2 separate regions of the Rattus norvegicus genome follow, and region 1 is linked to region 2. A link is a contact called in public Hi-C data. All regions are on one chromosome and are shown on one strand. Each heading gives the region's core, a stretch centred on a gene start, on an enhancer-like site or on the middle of the called end of the contact. The rest is flanking DNA. Distances are from core to core; before and after follow the strand shown. Region 1 has its middle 37 kb from the start of Smim13l. Region 2 holds the start of Nedd9 (neural precursor cell expressed, developmentally down-regulated 9).

What was found. A called contact is a pair of places that touch in the nucleus more often than the background predicts.
Region 1: a contact with region 2 is called in a Hi-C map of liver, with 1.8 times the contacts expected there. The contact joins the enhancer-like site here to the promoter of Nedd9 in region 2. A contact is called at or near these places in 7 of 12 Hi-C or Micro-C datasets (the A7r5 cell line, frontal cortex, hepatocytes and 3 more).

Annotation. Positions count from the first base shown.
Region 1 is chr17:23,682,532-23,687,081 of GRCr8, reverse strand. No RefSeq gene overlaps it. Among named protein-coding and RNA genes, the nearest start is that of Smim13l, 37 kb to the left of the region's middle. Within about 2 kb of position 3,196, at least 14 of the 93 cell types and tissues checked have an H3K27ac peak or open chromatin away from gene starts, as enhancers often do.
Region 2 is chr17:23,621,779-23,626,060 of GRCr8, reverse strand. It overlaps Nedd9 (neural precursor cell expressed, developmentally down-regulated 9), which reads right to left and starts at 2,100. Exons shown (of 7, transcript NM_001011922.2): 1 at 1,986-2,100. The coding sequence starts at 1,997.

The DNA.
Region 1 (4,550 bases), core at 1,947-4,446, 60 kb before region 2:
CGAAACACAACATTTTGATTTGTCCTATTATAACTCCATTAAACTGGGGATGAAAAAAAAAAAAAAAGATTCAGAAAAGAGTCAGGACCAGGAAGGAAGATATAGGGCAGGATTTTCCTGTTTTCGAAGCAGAGCGCACAGGAAGTGAATGAAGCCTCGTGGGGAGGGCCAGAGCTCTCCACAGAGGCAGAGAAAATTCCAATTTCAAGGGCAGATAATCAATGACAGGCGGTACTGAAGACGGGCGAGCGAAGCAAATGACGTGTTGCATTCTACCGGAACCCGGAGGATGCATCCTTGGGTGTGATACTGAGTATCTGTGTTGCTAACACCGTCTGACTGGCACTCGTGACTTCTTTGTCCCCTTCCTTCCTCCTACACATAAAAACTGGCATGTTTGGCCAGACCTACTGTGCTACTGTTTGTTAATGAAATTCATTCATTAATTTATTTGGGGGCATGCGTGTAAGGGAATGCAGGTATGCGCGTGCGCAGCGGTGCCACTGTGTAGGTCAGAAGAGCATATCAGGTATCAGTCAGTACTCCCGCCCTCCACCTCGCTTGAGACAGGGTTTCATTGTTGCTCTTTCACAGCTGCTTATGCAGACTAGGTGGTCAGCAAACTTCCAGAACCAGGTTGACACCCCCCGCCCCCCCAGCACCTTGGGTCAATGCACCATGAAGACAGTGATCACAGAATATGCTTTAAAGGTTCCCTGAGGATGTAGAGATCACCCATTCCTCCAGCTTCGTATTTTAAACATCTCAGTATCTATCCAGCCGTCAGCTATGCCTGGAACAGACCACCTTGACCTCCGGATCTCAGATCTGTTCTTATTGTTCTTACTTAAATGAACTTCTTTCTGAAAATTGTAATGTAGCAGAAATGTGAACAGAGGTGAAGGGTGTTCCCGGTACATCTGTCAAGGACTGGGCTAGGCTATCGAATCAGTAAGAACAATTCTGAGACCCGGAGATCAAGGTGATCCGTTCTAGGCTTCCTTGATGGTTGGACAGATCAGTGTTGAGTTTCAAGTAGCTAGAGGGATGGGTGGTCTCTACATCCTCAGGGAAATTTTAAAGCATTTTTCATCACTACCTTCCTGGTACAGTGACCCAAAGTAGTTAGGGTGGGATGGGAGGCAGAGTCAACGCGGTGGTGGGCTACAGGACCCTAGGACCAGAGGGATAGTACTTGACTCCGCCATGCCGAGATAAGGGTTTTTCAAGCAAGAGATTTTCATAAAACTGATTCTTGGTTGGTCCAGCTCTGCTCTTTTTCAGGGAAAATTAAAGTATAGGGGCTGAAGAGAGCAACTCTTAGCTGGCTCTTTATAAGGTGTCTGGTGTGTCCTACGACACTGTCCTGTAGGGTTTGGAGCAGCGATCATGACTGTAAGAAGATGCTGTCTGAGTTTTCAGTAGCCTTGTGTCCAGAAACAAGGTGAGCCCTGGAGGGTTGTGTCACATTCCCAGAAGCTCAGTGTCTGGCCATCAATCTATCTCCTTGCTTTTGAAGCGATAGATTTGCCCACATTTCTAACCCTGGGTGACTTCAGCGGGCACCATAACAATCTAATCAGTTCATGCTAAGTCTGCGAAAACATTGACCAGTAATATTGTCATCAGCCTGGGGAGTCCCAATGGGGGATTTTTAGATTCAGCAAACATTTCATGTGCCTGCTTTGTGTGTAATTTCAGAATTGGAGCGATATAGTTATCAAATATGTATATAAGGGGGCTGGGGACATTGAGAGATGATGATCAAAGGTCTAGAAGTCTCTATTATGAAGGAAGAATTTCTTATTACATTATACAATGTATAATAATATAACAATATAATTGATGATAGAGAGTCGAATGTTTCAAAATAGCTAAAGATGAATTACAAATATTCTCTGGGGTGATGGGTGCTATTGAGTTTGATTTAATTATTACACATTGTTTTCATAAACTACATCTCTGTACACCATACAAATTGTATAAACACACTCCTATCTCCTATAGGCTACCGTTTGGTTGCAAGAAATAAAGAAAAAAGGAACCAAAACTCAATCACACGGTGGAGAAATCAGCCAAGCCCTCGGCCAACTGAGGCTGTTAACTTTAGCCTCATGAATATGGAGCAAAGACACCATGGGCCTCAGAAGGGGGACCCTGAGATGGTCGCAAGTCATCTTGAGTAGACAATGACAACATGTACAAGTTGTACAATTTGAGTCAACTTATAAGAAACAGGAAACCCTAAATACTAAAATGTTTGCATGATGATGTTGGTAAATGCCTTACCAATATTAGTTTATAGTTTGCAGCCTTTTAACATGCTTCTGATTTAGATACTTTTAATTTTTATTATTAGTATTATGTGCCTGCACACCATCTCTCCAGCCTCTGATTTAGTCACTGTTACCTCAGTCTTGTTACTGTGACATATTACAGCTTGTAGGGAGATAAGGAACTCCAGGTCACAGAGCTAATAGAGGCAAGACTGAAAACTGAACCCTTGAGCTAAGACTAATAAAGCATTGTTTTTGCTTTTCATTTATAAATAATTCCCAGGAGGTGGAGACATGGCTCAGTAGGAGACTGCTTGGTTTGCATGCACAGGACCTTGGGTTCAGTCTTGGATACTGCAAAAATCAAAATAAACTATCCTACATTTCAGTAAAGCTGTAGGGATAACAGTAGCATGTACAGTTTACAGAGGTCCCCTTACTGTTAACATGTATAAAATTGCCTTGCTGAGACACATGCTAGTAACATGTTGTCTTACTGAAACGTGTTTGTAACATGTGTAACATGTTGCTTTGTCTTAGAACACTGGGCGACACTGGACTACATCTTGGTTTTTTCTCAGAGAACATCAGAGTATTTATCGACTTGAATACATTGAATGCTGATTCAATTTGCCTAATTTACCATCTGTATTTCCATGTTGACAGTTGACCCAACAATGCCCTTGATTATATCCTCTGAGATCGGATGCAGCTTAGGGCCCGGCTTTTGTGCCCAGCTGCCTCATCTCTCTGCCTGCTGTAATTGGAAACATCTCCGTGACCTCTCTTCATCTTTTGTAACCATGCCCCCTTTGCACATGTTTCCTCTGCCTTTGAAAACTAGAACACACATTTCACGTTGTCTTTGTCTGTTCAAGATGCCTTTCGACCATCTCAGGGTCTCCTTTCTGAGGCCCATGGTGTTTTTGCTCCATATTCATGAGGCTAATGTTGACAGCCTCAGTAGCCTGAGGACCAACCAAACAATAGCCTATAGGAGCTAGGAGTGTGTTTGTGTTTCTTTCTAGTCATGGAGAGGTGAGATACATGGGGTGATCAACAACAAAACAACAACAATGATAATAATGGCTTCTGATATGTCTTCAGCCTAATTGGAAAGGCTGGAAGGTGGAAGGGGAAAGAAATAAAAAAAGTTGGATGTGTGGAGTGACTTAAATCACATGGCATCCTGTCCACTGGGGCTGTTATACCCTATCTCAGTGGTTCTCAACCTTCTCAATGCTGCGACCCTTTTTTACAGTTTCTCATGTAGTAGTCACCCCCAATCATAAAATGATTTCATTGTTACTTCATGACTGTAATTTTGCTGCTGCTTAGAACTGTAAATATCTGCCATGTGGGATATCTACCACTCGAGCCCGGAGAGGTCATGACCCACGTATTGAGAACCACATTTACCTATGAACTTTTAGGCTCTTCTCCTCATCGGTGTAGAAGTGTCATGTACTAATCTAGATGAGCTGCTCTCCCACCCCAAAGCTTTCCCACTTATTCTATTCCATCCAGTGTGAGTTCCAGGTAAACGACCTGGGGTACCCATCCCCAGATGTGTCTTATAAAATGCTCCAGCTGTCATTTCCTGTACGGTTTCATACCCTCGCTGAACTTGTGCCACAGCCCGCACGTTTTCTGTTTGGTACCTTCGAGGGCTCAAAGCACTCTTAAGGTGACAAGGCCCATCACGCTCTCTCTCAACCTTCAGCCAAAGAGTCTGCTGCAGGGACTCAGGCTGACCCATGCCACAAGCATTTAGTTAACCCCTAGATCCAGCCAGAGCGTTTGCGCCCGGATGTTTGCAGGTTCTGGTGACTCAAGCTTCCATTTGTGAAATTATAAGGTGGCCAAGGCATGTCCTGAAGGGAAAAAAGGAGTGGAGCCCACCTCTGTGGCCATCTTTGAGGGCAAACTCTACCAAAAGATATCGGTGGTCAGACTTAAGGAAAGGGCAGTACCTCACTGAAGGCTAACATAGTAAGAAAGAATGAAGTCTGGCTGGGCTTACATTAGAGTCTGGAGGAAGCTACAGGGCGGCTGATGGGGTGTGTACAAACAACAAGATAAGTGCATTGTAGTGCAGGGTACCTCAGTGTTTGAGCATCATGCAGGAGGTCACAGGTTCAATCCCAGGTATCAGCCAAAGTGTGGAGTCGGGGAAGAAAGAAAAAAGGAAGCTGAGAGAGAAGGAGGTATTCCGCCCAGTACTCTTGGGGTGGATATATATTGAGGAGAATTGGCTATGAGTTGCAAGGCCAG
Region 2 (4,282 bases), core at 851-3,350:
CATCATGCTTCTGCTTCAGCATCTCCTACATAGCATGACTAATTCTCTCCTGAGAGACAGTTATCTCTCGTTAGACTTTATGACCATAGGAAAAGTGGCTCGCTTCTGCTAGGGTCCACTCGGGGTGTCTATGTGTCGGTTGTTTGTTTACCTGGGGAGCGCAGCATTTTTGCTGGAGAAGTTGCCTACAATAATAATGAAATGATGATGGTGGTGGTGGTGGTGATGGTGGTGATGATGGTGGTAATGATGGTGGTGGTGGTGGTGATGATGATGGTGGTGGAGGTGGTGGTGCTGCTGATGGTGGTGGTGCTGGTGATGGTGGTGGTGATGATATATCACCATGCATTGCTATTGATTGGCAAAGTGTTCAACTCTGTGCAGATCCAGCCAAGCAGAAATCGTCCCCCAGTTGCAGTCTCTCACCTGCAGTTTTAATCATCAGTCCCCATGATATTTTTCTTTCAGTAAAGAGCAAAGCTAAACATGATGAGGTCACTGAACCAAAGTGACTTTAGACTCCGTCACTTTGTAGACTGCAGTGCTCAGAGTTCACGTCAGCTATTTAATGCCCCAATAATAGACCAGAGTCAATCTTTTATCTGTTCTCTATAACACGGTCTCTATAACACGGTCTCAAGTCAAAAACAGGGAGAAAGGGAGAAGAAAAAAATCATTGCAGGCTAGACACCATGTAGCCCCATCAGTTATGAACAAGGAGTCTTAGCAATGGAGAGACTCACTTCCAAAAAGATTCTGTTCCTCCTGGGTAGAAAGCTGTCTTTCTGACTGACTCCTGGACCCATCCTTTCTTCCGCCCCTCCCCACTGATGTAGGACGCAGTGGAAAGCTGATAGGGGGTGACAATGGATACCTGGGTCTCGAGACTGCGGGAACTTTCCCCAACAACTATCACTCTTGCTTCGGTTCACAGCCTTTGAACAAGATTTATAGACTTGGAACTAGTGACTGTTAACTTTAGCAAGTGTTTACAGCTCTCTATCTATCCAAAAGGAAGGGCCAGAGGCTACAAACCACAGAGGGAAGCCAAGTTAGCCCCCTAGCTAGGTCAGTTAACTGGGTCTGTTAGGCCACCTTACCAAAATGAAATTTTGTAATAACACTGTCTTTTAAAAGTCGAGGACTCACGCCTATTCACCATTAAAATAAGAAAAGGGATCCTAAGGCCAAGTCATTGCCATGAACTGCTACTGTGCCAAGTCCCCTGGAAACTGCCTCCTTAGACGGGATGTGCTGAGCAAGTCATAATCATTTTGCCAAGAGTAACCCCAGAAACCGTGGTGCAAAATGCAGTGGAAAATAGCGTTGCCAAATATGAGCAGGACATTCTGTAAGCGTCAGGGAAAATAAGCCAACCGGAGCCTTTATATTTTCAGACCCATTCAACCCCAATAAAGTGTTATCCAGAAGTGACTAACACCCTTTATTCACGAAATCAAACTATCTAAGGATGTGGGAATTCTCCATCATCGCCCCTATGATTAGCGTCTGTGTTTTTAATTTGCCTCTACCGAAAGGACCTAGAGCAGACAGCTTCCCAGATCAAGTGCTTAAGGCAAATTCTGAAAAGATGCTTTTAGAGCCTGTTAGAGCCTCAGCAGTTCTGACTTCTCTCTTATTAAGGCTCTCCAGGCCAGCTTTGGTCAGGCAGCGACCTGCGACTTGCCTGCTGCGAGGCGAGTTAGACACCTTCTGATCTCCAGTGGCCGCTGTGGCTGCTAGGTTAACTCTTCTCCACTGCCTTCCGCTACCCACAGCAACTTTCAGAATCGTGTACCAAGAACCGGTGGATCTGAAAGCGCACGTCTGCTTGCGGGTACACCCCAGGGAACCCTGGAAACCAGATCAGACGCAGCTCAGCAAAACCAGACACACAAGGGATCCCTGCCCAGTTGTCAAGGTGGAAAAGGAGCCCGCACAGCTGCCTCCAGCCTCTCAGGAGACTGTATAAAAGGCACTCTTACCTTATACTTCATCTCGGCGGTGGTCAGATGAGCCCTGGTCCTATCTAGTCACACTGCAGTGTCCGCCCCTCCATTGAGCAAAGGGCTGGATGGGAGTGAGAACGTTCGCCTCCCGCGCACTGCGGAGTCTCTGAGCTCACAGTCCAGATCCAGACCGGCAGAGCGCGGACCTAATTTGCATGTTTCACCGCCATTGGTTGGTGAGAGGGGGGAAGGTAACGCCTCCACCCCGCCCACCTCTAACTTCAGAAACCCTCCGACAAAGAGCGTGTAATAGGATCATTTCTTTTCACGTTATCAAAAGGGCGGAGGAGAAAACAGAAAGTGGGAAGGCAGCCCAAACCACCCCGCGAAATAAAAATATTAAGAGGAAAGACATAGGAACCAGACAAAGGAGGTACGTTCCTTCTGAGAATAACCTAAGTTTTAAAGAATCCAAATCCACAAAGCAGTCTGAGGATTGCGCTTCCTGTGACCTAGCAACTAGTTCATAAACCCATTTCATTTCAAAGGCATTCACCTTACAATCTCTACATGAAACGAGTTTGAGGAACAAAAGGTTTTCTGTCTCCAATCCCCTCCCCCCCTTTTTTTTACTAACCACCCCTGCTGATAACTCTCTCTCCCTCTGTCTTTTCTCTTTCCCTTCCCTTTTCTGTGACTGCTTTTTTCTTCTTCAGTGTTCAAAGTACTTTGCTAAGTCAGCCTGCTAGGAGCTTCAAAACATTTCTTCTTCAATGAAAAGGAGCAAGCACCAGGTTTTCCCTGCACCATCTTGCTATGACCTCAGAGAGAGAGAAGTGTCAGACACATTAAGAGATCTTGGCAGGCTTTGATGGGGATAAAGGTTAGGTAGAAACCCATGCAGGTTCTATAGAACACACTCTATACATCATTGCTGTCCACCCAGCACTCTCTGCTCTTTGACCGACCGCTGGCCTGGCCAGATTCAGCATTGAACACTGAGGCCTTTTCCTTCTGACCTCTCTCCCCCAAATGACCCGTTAGCCCACTCACACTTATTATTCAGGGAAAACACTACTGTTTGATAAGCCTGTTTAAAGGGAACAGCTTCTCTCTGGCAAAGCCCAGGACATGATTTGTAGAGCGGTTCCATTTTGAGATTTCTATAGAGAAAGAGAATCACTCAGGAGAAGACAGACGTTTCTTTTCCTTGGGCCTCAGCATTTAGAGCATTCAGGACCATCCCCTAGTTGGGATGCATTCCAGCCAGACTGCACGACTCGGGTGGGAGAAAAAAAAATCAGTTCTTACTTTTTTTTTCCTGACTAAACTGGACCGGAATCAATTTTGCTTCCCCATTCCCCCCTCTAAATTCCCAATGGATTAAAACTTTTGAAAATAAATGATTTAAACAAAAAGCACAGGAGAACAGATACCCCATAAAAGTAGTCTGGGGGAGTAGGGTTTACATTGACAATAGAATCTATGTTTGGCTGCAGCTCTGATTTTGCTCTACAAGGTGCCCTGGCAACCTTTGGGAAGTTGACACATCCCTATTAAGGCCCCTTCCAGGTCATGGCTTTCACTTCTTGACCTCAAAGCAGAACGGAACCTGTGTGATTTGCAAGGTCTTTTTGGACACAGATTTGGCTCAAAGCAGATTGTGGTAGAAGGCTCATCTCGGCAAGCCCTGCAGACTCACCCTCGTGAGAGAGTCCAAGGTCTTTTTCTCTAGAAGATGCGTCCCGGCCCCCAGGAGATGGAGAGAGCGTCTCTTTAGCAGCCAGGCTGAATCATCTTCAGAGGAATGAATGAAAGCAAGGCTAAGTCATCCAATCTGAACATTGCAAGAACAGTTTGCCAAAGCCTGTGCCAGGCGTTTGTGAAACTGCATTCTCAAGGCGGAGAGAGGGCTGGATCCCTCTCAGGTGACTTTCTTGCTTCAGATCGCCACACGTTTCCTAACTCTGCAAGGTTAGTCTTATAAAAGCAAGGGCGTAATGCTGTACACATCTGCCAGGGGAGAGAGCTAGGGGTTTTCCTTGAGTGTGATAGGAAGCCATTCAAGTATTTTAAGCAGCAAACAATCTATTTTCCTGTTTTCGCCCTTAAAATGTTACGCTGTGATCTCAGCGCAGCTTAAGTAGCACAGGTAACTGTGCTCCAGTTATGTTCCCTTTAAACCCTTCTGAGAAACACAAATTCTCTCCGTAAATAAACAGCCCTTTCCGTATCGATTGCCTGAGATGCTGAGTAGGAAAAGTATGTAAAGACTGGATTATATAATTAAATTATTCAGGAAACCTGTGGGTTGGTACCTTTCCAGAACTGAC